2 separate regions of the Macaca mulatta genome follow, and region 1 is linked to region 2. Evidence: chromatin contacts called from public Hi-C data. All regions are on one chromosome and are shown on one strand. The core of a region is the stretch at or near the end of the contact, and the rest is flanking DNA. Distances in the headings are between cores, read along the strand shown.

What was found. A called contact is a pair of places that touch in the nucleus more often than the background predicts.
Region 1: a contact with region 2 is called in a Hi-C map of liver, with 1.8 times the contacts expected there. The contact joins the promoter of MEF2D here to the promoter of NAXE in region 2. A contact is called at or near these places in 2 of 14 Hi-C or Micro-C datasets (CD4 T cells and liver).

The regions. Positions count from the first base shown.
Region 1 is chr1:110,422,655-110,427,547 of T2T-MMU8v2.0, reverse strand. MEF2D (myocyte enhancer factor 2D) reads right to left here and starts at 2,150. Exons shown (of 10, transcript XM_077943888.1): 1 at 1,811-2,150.
Region 2 is chr1:110,331,552-110,336,257 of T2T-MMU8v2.0, reverse strand. It overlaps NAXE (NAD(P)HX epimerase), which reads left to right and starts at 1,680. Exons shown (of 6, transcript XM_001116635.4): 1 at 1,680-1,875; 2 at 1,990-2,098; 3 at 2,254-2,364; 4 at 2,446-2,559; 5 at 3,292-3,439; 6 at 3,773-4,190. The coding sequence starts at 1,694. The coding sequence ends at 3,975. It overlaps GPATCH4 (G-patch domain containing 4), which reads right to left. Exons shown (of 6, transcript XM_077944228.1): 6 at 4,537-4,706.

The DNA.
Region 1 (4,893 bases), core at 901-3,400, 91 kb before region 2:
TATGCAAACATACAGGGTGTGTTGGCGGGGGCAGGGGAGTTACAACAAAGAGAATATAACCACTGAGACCCAAGGGCCCAAATGCCTATGCTGGGGCAAGTGGGGAAGAAGTTCCATATAAGCTCCAGTGTCCCCCAATCACCCCGTATAAATAGGTCCTCAGCCACTCCCACAATAGTCCTACCCCACCCCCATCTCCTGCCCAACACACTGGGAAACCACAGGAAGGAAATTCATTCCCAGGCAGGGCCGTGGGAGCTGGGAGAGCCAGACTAAGTCCTGGGGCGGGTGTGACCCCGTGGCCACAAGCGGTGGACATCTGTGAACACTGACATGTGCCTTTTCAGTGCTCTCCTCAGCTACTGAGACCTTCCTGTTGGGGTTGGGAGAGGAGTGGGAGGTGGACAGCTCCCAAACGCCAAAACACCCAATCTCAGGCTGACCTGCACTCTCCCTCCTATCTCCAGGCCAGAGCAGCCCAAGGTCACCGCCCCAGACGGCAAACTTCCCATAGTCTAGGCTGGACCCTGAATTGCTGCGGAGACCCACTGCAGGGATAGGAGGAGGAGTGGATAAGGGCCACCCCCACCCCAAAGCAAAGAAACCAGGACTCCGAGGAAAACTCGAATGGGGGTTGGGCACAGCAAAGAGGGACACAGGATCTCCCCAAGCCCGCGACACCCTCCCCCAACCCATCAATAGTGCACCAAGTAAGGGGAGGCAGAGGGAGGCTCCCACTCAGAGGGGCAAACCTGGGATAACCCAGTCGGTGGCTCCTAGAGTGCCTTCCTTTCAGGGGGAGCCCTCAGAAAGCTGCTGAGAGGGCAGCGTGATTCACTAGGGGGAGGGGGCCCCTTTCCCCTATCCCCCTAAGACCCAAACCTGGTAGGAGGGAGGCTGGCATTGGAGTAGGGGACTAAATGCATTTTGGTCTCGTTGGCCCACCCTCCCAAAAGCCCCCCCAAACTCCCTAAACCCCCACTCGCAGCCCAGCTCCGCCTGCCATAGGTGGAGAGAGGGACTAGAGAACTCTTGCCCAGATGTTGAACAGCTGCAAACTTCTGGCCAGGGAGTTCTCCAGCTGGGGTTGCTGACAAACCACATCAGGGGTCTCGGAAGCGGGGCTAGGAGGTCCCAAGGAAGGGTCCTGCGTGCCCACCTCGTGGCGACTCCGCGTCCCAACTCCACAGGCACCCGGCAAACACGGGCCCCGGAGACACACACACTCACACACCCCAACCCACCACCCCGGTGTCATCTGAACAACATCCCCCCTCCCTCCCCCGCTTCCCAAACAGCTGCGGCTCCCCCCGCCTCCACCCTCCCGCCGCCCTCCCAGGCCCCCTTCTGCACCATTTCGGGCCAAGGAGGAGGGAACAGGCGGCGAGAGGAGGGAGAGGGAGGGAGGGCCGGCTGTTAAAATGTCAGTCGCTCCCGGCTGTCACCGGAGACCCCCTTGGAGGATGGCGCCCCGTCCCAGACCGCTCGGAGGCCGTCGTAAACCCCCTACGCGAACAAGCGGGCGCACCCCCAATCCGCCCGTCCCCACCCCGTACTCCCAACACCCAAGGGAATTGCAGCCCACTCCACTTGTCCCCCACGGCAGACTCCCTGACACAAACAGTCCCCTAGGTAATCCCCGCCAACGCCACACGAAAACACGGCCCGCTTCGCGAGTTCCTCCCGGCCCGGGGGCTGCCCCATCCCACCCCTCAGGGGGACGGTCTAGACCACCCTCCACCCCAACCCCTGGACCGGGTGGGGGAGGGGGCCTCTTAAAGTGGCAGGCGCATTATTTTTCTTTACTCACCAGCCCGGCTGGGGGAACGGTGTTGTCACGGCAAAGAGCGGGTAGCCCTCGCCCCTGGTCCAGGGGATCTTCAACACCAGGAAGCCGCAGCTCCGGGCGGGGGGAATAATAAATGAGGCCGGCGTCCGCGCGGGCCCTGGGCGGCGCCGTGGGGCCTGGGCCCCCGTCGTGGGCGCGGGGGCCGGCAGGCGGGCGGCGGGCAAGCGGGGAACCGGGGCCGAGCGCCCGAGCTGCCTCGGCTGTTGTTGATATTTTGCTTCCTTCCTCCTTTCGGGCTCCAAAGGTAACTCCTCCAGCCCCCGGGAGTCGAGGCCGACGTAGGCACAGCTCAGCCTAGCTTGAGGGGTGGGGAGAACGGGGTGACGGACAGGTGTGGGGGCCAATGGGAGGCAAGTGTGGGGGTTGCGGGGCGGAGCCGGGGCTGGGGCGGTCCCGAGGACGCGGCCCCGCCCCTCGCTTCCCCAGGGTTGGCCGGGCCGGGCCGAGTCGGGTCGGCCCCCGCCCTACCGCCCTCTCAAGCTAGGCTGTGGCGCCGGGAGCGGCGGATCCCTCCGCTTGCCGGGAGGGAGGGAGGAAGGGACCAAGCGAGGCAAAGTAGGAAGGCGAGACCCAGAGGCCTTTAAAGGGATCGGTCCGCTCCCACGGTGCCCCTCGGAGCACGCCGGCCGCCCGCCCGCTCGCTTGGCGCTGCTGCTACCGCGTGCTCTAGGAGGTCCTTTCCGGGGAGGCCGTGCGAGCTGCACGCACACTCTCAACACGCGCCACCTCGGGACCTCCTCCCGGCCCCGGGCCCCAGGAGAGTTGGGAGGTGGGAGTCTAAGTAGATAAATTAAGGGGAGACTGGAAGTGGTGAAAAGCTCCCATCTCCCCCACTTGGTGTGTGACAAAGCCCCACTTAAGGGCGACATTCTTGGGGGTGGGGGGTTACCTAGGGAGCTCAGTTGCTCCCTCTACCTGTGACAGGCCCCCTCCTGTCCCAGGTCCCGGCTCGGCAGACGCCCAGCAATTTAAAGCGACAGCTCATAGTTCTTGGGTGACCTAATCTCCAGTGCTTGCTGGGCCCCACAGCACTCACTGCCGAGGGGGCAATTTAAAGGGGCGGGACCCTAATTCCTCCCCACCTCCCGCCGCACAGTAAACACCCAGAGATATTTTATTAAAGAAGCAGTAGTAGCTCTTTAATTTTTTTTTATTTTCAAATTCCTGGTTGCTCCAGGGTGTGGTGAATCTTTACGTGCCCTACAACAGGAGTGTGGGTGCCATGCCTACTGGACAACTGACCCGTCCTCTTCAGTATCCCTGTTACTTCCAAGTCCTGCTGCTTTGTCCCAGGAGCGTAAGGAAATGATGGCATCTGGCTTAGATCTCAAAGAACCTTGCAGAACAGAAGAGCACTCAGTTCTTCACACACCCCGAATTTTTTTTTTTTTTTTTTTTTGAGACGGAGTCTTGTTCTGTCGCCCAGGCTGGAGTGCAGTGGCGCGATCTTGGCTCACTGCAACTTCCGCCACCCAGGTTCAAGCGATTCTCCTGCCTCGCCTCCCGCCTCCCGCCTCCCGAGTAGCTGGGACGACAGGCGCATGCCGCCACTCCCGGCTAATTTTTTGTATTTTAGTGGAGATGGAATTTCACCGTGTTGCCCAGGCTAGTCTCGAACTCCTGAGCTCAGGCAATCCGCCTGCCTCGGCCTCCCAAAGTGCTAGGATTACAGGCGTGAGCCACCGCGCCCAGACACACACCCTGATTTCTATCTGGCTGGATCTGATTTACCGGACAAAGACTCCAATATATAGAGAGAGGCAACATGTCATGGTGGTTAGAAATGTCCACTTTGCAGTCAGGCTGCTGTGGTTCAGATCCTCACTCCATCATTCATTAACTGTGAACACAGGCACATTATTTAACTTCCCCCTACCTCATGGTCCTCATGGGTAGACAAGAGATGATGGTAATAGTAGCTAACTCAGAAATTTAGTGTGAAGATTAAATTAGTTCTTCTAAGCAGATTGCTTAGTACAGTGTCTTATACTGTATAATAACCCAAACCAGACCGTTGGGCCAAGGGCTGGTCTGCAAAGAACCCTCTAGGCCTCCATTGGCCCATGCAAGCCTCAAAGGAGGTGAGTTCAGTGGACTTGCTCTGCAAATAGGTTGGAGACTTATCTTGTGTGTCCTAAGACAGGAAGCCAGCAAGCTCCTATTTCCTTGGCCTCAGTTTCCAACCCTTCTACCTGACCCCCGTTTCAGGAAACAGTGTCCCACCGTGTCCCCAAATATAGCTTCTCAGTTCCTCATTGGGTCTGGGAGGCTGGACCCCCAACACCAGAAGATGTGAGTTACTCCTGCCAGGCAGGGCTAGTTTGCCCAAAAGACTTCAGGGTAGGCAGGGGGAGCCCATCTGCCTCTTCCCCCAAGGACAGAGAAGAACAGAGCCTTGTGCCAGGCTTGAGGCTATGGCAGTAGCAGGATGGGAAAGTGCCAACCCCCCTCAAGTGGGGAACCTCCCCTCACTTGTGGCCTCTATTTTTAGTGCTTCCCTAGGCTCTAGCTGGAGAAACCGTTTAGTCATCAGGGTGTTTATTTTCCGGCTGTTTCCGACGTCGGGAAAGCAGAATGTTGAGACTGAAGAGATCCAAGGCTGCTGGAAAAGACTTCTTAGGATCAGGCCTGGGAATTCAGCCTTCAGACCTCTGGGTCCCAGATCACAGAAAAAAAAAAAAAGAAAAGAAAAGAAAGTGGGCAGGGGTCAGCCAAGCCCCCAGGAGACCAAGAGAGCTGGATTCTCAGCCGCCTTCAGTTTCCAGGCTCTCCAAGCCGAAGAACCCTCTGGCTCCAGCTGTACTTGAAGGAGTCTCTCCAAAAACTAACCAACCCCAGAACAAATTCTTTCCCAGGGCCGATTCCCAGAAACCCCCTCCCCAACATCCTTTATATCAGTGTGGTGAGCCTCCCGCCAACCACAGCTCCAGCCAATCTCAAGCCTGAGGTAGGCTTGGCAGGGCTATGATTGGCTGATTGATCCTCCCAGTCTTGGAATGTTGGGTCCTTAACAAAGGAATGAGGAAGGAAGGTGAGTCACCTGG
Region 2 (4,706 bases), core at 431-2,930:
AGGCAGCTGCACTGCAGCCTGAGTGACAGAGCGAGACCCTGTCTAAAAAACAAAAAAGACCTTCCCTTTACCTGTGTCTTAGCTTGGCCTGTCACAATAAAATATCATAGATTGGATGCTCAAGCAACAAATTAATTTTCTCAGAGTTCTGGGGACTGGAAGTCAGATTAGGGTTCCAGTATGGTGACAGAGAGGAGGGGCGGGGAGAGGAAGAAAGTCTCATAAGGGCACTAATTCTACCAGACTAGGGCCTACCCCTTATACCCCAACTAATGCTAATCCCAACGGCCCTGTCTCAGAATACCATCACACTGGGGGTTAGGGCTTCAACATATGAATTTGTGAGGGGGGAAGGAACACAAACATTGAGTCCCTAGAAGTCTGGATAATTATCTTTATCTTAGTGCCTTGATGGTAACTGGTTTGTTACTCTCCAACCTTTTCCCCTAACCATGCAACAGAGTGTGTTTGCGTTCTCAAAACCACTTGGGTAAACTCTACTCCTCCTCTCAAGACTTCTAGTGAAACATCATCCTGACCTGGAGCAGTCATGCGCGTCCGTGTGAGGAGACCACCAAACAGGCTTTGTGTGAGCAATAAAGCTTTTTAATCACCTGGGTGCAGGCGGGCTGAGTCCGAAAAGACAGTCAGCAAGGGAGATAAGGGTGGGGCCGTTTTATAGGATTTGGGTAGATAAAGGAAAATTACAGTCAAAGGGGATCTGTTCTCTGGCGGGCAGGAGTGGGGGTCACCAGGTGCTTAGTGGGGGAGCTTTTTGAGCCAGGATGAGCCAGGAAAAGGACTTTCACAAGGTAATGTCATCATTTAAGGCAGGGACCAGCCATTTTCACTTCTTTTGTGGTGGAATGTCATCAGTTAAGGCGGGGCAGGGCATTTTCACTTCTTTCGTGATTCTTCAGTTACTTCAGGCCATCTGGGCATATACGTGCAAGTCACAGGGATGCCACGGCTTGGCTTGGGCTCAGAGGCCTGACAGAGCCTATGGTTTCGATTACATTTTAAACCATAGCTTACAGAACCTATTTAAGGATAATTTTCTATTTCCGTAGCTATTATCTCAGTAAAGGGGGTAAGTATGACTAGGGAAGTACAGCGCGATATCCTGGTAAAATAGAGGTAGGGGAAGCTAATTTAGTGCAGAAGGGGCCTAAGTTACATAGGCTCGCTGGTGTAAATAACAACAGTAGCTTAATTTCTATAGCACTCCCTCTGCGCCGGTTTGCAGGCATTAGCACCTATGAAGTATGTACTCGTTTCCCTGTTGTGTAGGCGAAAAACTGACACCAGCAGCTCCCCCAATTCACTCAGCCTCTAAGCAGTGGGGCAGGAATAAAGGATAACTGCTATACCATATACCTTTCTGAAAGAGTTACAAAGCCAGCACTTATTATCAAAGGGCGGTTGGGAGCAAGGCATTTCGGCGTATCTGGAAATGTGTGGCGATTTGTAAACGCTCCTGAGGAGAGCTCGGATCCCAAGTGTAAGGGAAGCTGGCCCAGGTGGGAACGGCTCCCCCGCCCAAGGGCTGCTAGAACCACAAGACTCCAGCCCCGAGCCGCTTCCGGAACCCGCGCGTGCTGGCCCGGCCTCTCCGGGGGCGGGGCGAGGGTCGCGCATGCGCCGGGGTCGGGTCGAGCCGGGCCTGGCAGGGGGCGAGCGCTCTGCTAGCTGGATGTCAGGGGTGCGGACGCTGCTGGGCCTCGGGCTTCTGGTTGCGGGCTCGCGCCTGCTGCGGATCAAAAGCGAGACCATCGCCTGCCGCTCGGGACCCACCTGGTGGGGACCGCAGCGGCTGAACTCGGGTGGCCGCTGGGACTCAGAGGTCATGGCGAGCACGGCGGTGAAGTACCTGAGGTAGGCGCGGGTCTCTGGTGGCCTGCTCTGCCGCGGGGCGGGGCCTGGGACGGCCGGGCCACCTGCGCAATGGAGAACACGAGGGGCGGGACTCAGGCCGCGGGTTTTCCTCAGCCAGGAGGAGGCCCAGGCCGTGGACCAGGAGCTATTTAACGAATATCAGTTCAGCGTGGACCAACTTATGGAGCTGGCCGGGCTGAGCTGTGCCACAGCCATCGCCAAGGTCAGTGGCACAACTCTCGACCTTTGGGAGCAGCCAGGGAGGAGTCACTGTCCCAGCCCTCTGGCCTAGGCACAAAGGGGTGGGAGAAACAGCTGGGCCAATCTGATCTATTACCGCCTGAAACCCCGCTGAACCACCCTTGACTCTGCCTTCAGGCATATCCCCCCACGTCCATGTCCAGGAGCCCCCCTACTGTCCTGGTCATCTGTGGCCCGGGGAATAATGGAGGAGATGGTCTGGTCTGTGCTCGACACCTCAAACTCTTTGTAAGTATGTGGGGAGGGGCTGTGGGGGAGGAGGGTGTGAGGGCTCTGGGATCTGGGGTTGAATTACCACTTTCTTCCTAGGGCTATGAGCCAACCATCTATTACCCCAAAAGGCCTAACAAGCCCCTCTTCACTGCATTGGTGACCCAGTGTCAGAAAATGGACATCCCTTTCCTTGGGGAAATGCCCTCAGAGGTAGGTGGCTCCAGTTGAATACTTCATCTCCCAGTAACCACTGCCTGTGCTCTGCTCTTCCATCGTGTTTCCAGGCTGAGCTCATTTTAGTGCCTGGTACAGAAGATGCCTAAAGGATGGTATTCAAATAAGTGTGCAAGAGCCTTCTCCCCCTTCATAAAGTGTGCTCCATGAGTCCCACACACCACCTTCTCTAAAGCTTCCCTGCCCTTTCATCTCCCTGGTCCCTCCTTCCACTCTGTAGTCAGATCCTCTTGCCCTAGCATGCAGTAAACACATGATTGCCCCTCAGAGGCCAGAGTGGCTGCCCTATCTGAAACCCTTCCTGCAGATGCATGAATTAAGGGATGGGAAATTGGGTAATTTTTTTCCTTAACCCATTTTACAGATGAAGATACTGAGGTGGAGAGAAGTGGTTTGCTTAAAGTCACTGAATTGTATCATGGCAGAGCTGAAACCATAATCTGGCTCTCCTGACTCGGTCTCAGGCTATCTCACCCTGTAGCCTCCCCAGTGGCGGGCAGGCAGGCACTGAGAACAAAAACTGTCTGGTCTCAGTTTGGCCTGAATCAGTGACCAACTCACACTTTCTCTAGGCCTCAGGCTGCCCTCTGAATGAGATACAATACTTGTGTCTCTGTGAATGGTCTGCAGGTGCAGAGGACAGCCCTCTCCCGTTAAGGCTGTTTGTGCAGCTGCTGGCTCTGACATCCTTTTCCTGCTCCACCACAGCCCACGATGATTGATGAACTGTATGAGCTGGTGGTGGATGCCATCTTTGGCTTCAGCTTCAAGGGCGATGTTCGGGAACCGTTCCACAGCATCCTGAGTGTCCTGAAGGGACTCACTGTGCCCATTGCTAGCATCGACATTCCCTCAGGTGCTGGGACCCAGAAGATGGGGCAGGGGTGGGCGGAGATTGGGGCCCTACCCTCCTGACTCTTGCCCACACCAAGTCTAAAATAATTTTAGTCTAGAGGGGCAGAACACAGCTTTCTGGACCCCCATCAGGGCTGGGGAACAGCGTTCAGAAGTCCCCTTTACATGTTGGCCCCATGAAGAGACCACGGCCCAAGGGTACGTGGAGCTTGTTGGACGAGAGTTCCTCAGGTGGGAACTGAGGGGACTTCCCACTTCTCTGGGACTAGGGTAAAATAAGGTGTAGAAGGGGATGAGACATCTGGCCTCTTCCTGAATACCACCCTCTTTTCAGGATGGGACGTGGAAAAGGGAAACTCTGGAGGGATCCAGCCAGACTTGCTCATCTCCCTCACAGCCCCCAAAAAATCTGCAACCCAGTTTACTGGTCGCTACCATTACCTGGGGGGTCGTTTTGTGCCACCTGCTCTGGAAAAGAAGTACCAGCTGAATCTGCCACCCTACCCTGACACCGCGTGTGTCTATCGTCTGCAGTGAGGGAAGGTGGGTGGGTATTCTTCCCAATAAAGACTTAGAGCCCCTCTCTTCCAGAATTGTGGAGTCCTGGGAGCTCCTCTGGCAATAAAGGTCAGTGAATGGTGGAAATCAGGGAGCAACCCTGGGGATTGGGTGCCATCTCTCTGGGGGTAACACAACGGGCAAGAGGTCACTATGGTATTTGGAAACAATGAAAATGGACTGTTAGATGCCAAGTGAGTTGTGCTGTCCTTTACACAATTCTTACTCATTTGGGACACAGACAAGGAGCTACGTTCACTTATCAGTGTGGCAAGACTACAAGGAGGTTAACAGAAGGAATTTCCTCAAAGGCCTCCAAGAAGTATCTTCTAATTTGTATTCAGGACCTTCCCAGGGTGGGAACAGAGAGCCAGTCAGTCCTAGCCAGTTATCTCTAGGCTAGGAGCCCAAGATGATGTTTGTTATTTATTTGGTAGTGCTAGGAACTGGCAACTGTGGGCTAAATCTAGCCCACAGACCTAAATTTGTGTTTTTCTTAACCTTCACAATATTTAAAAATCAGAGCACTTCACATAGGTCTACATTTTCAGCTTCTTTTAATTTTAGCAGGAATGCTCCTTCAAAGGGTATCAGCATTCCTGTTCCCACAGCCCCCAGCATTCCTTATCCTTTAGCTGCCTGGCTTCTCTAGGCACCTGAGTTTATGATCCTGGGTTAGAAGCTGCAGAGGGGACTATGCTGACTCCCTC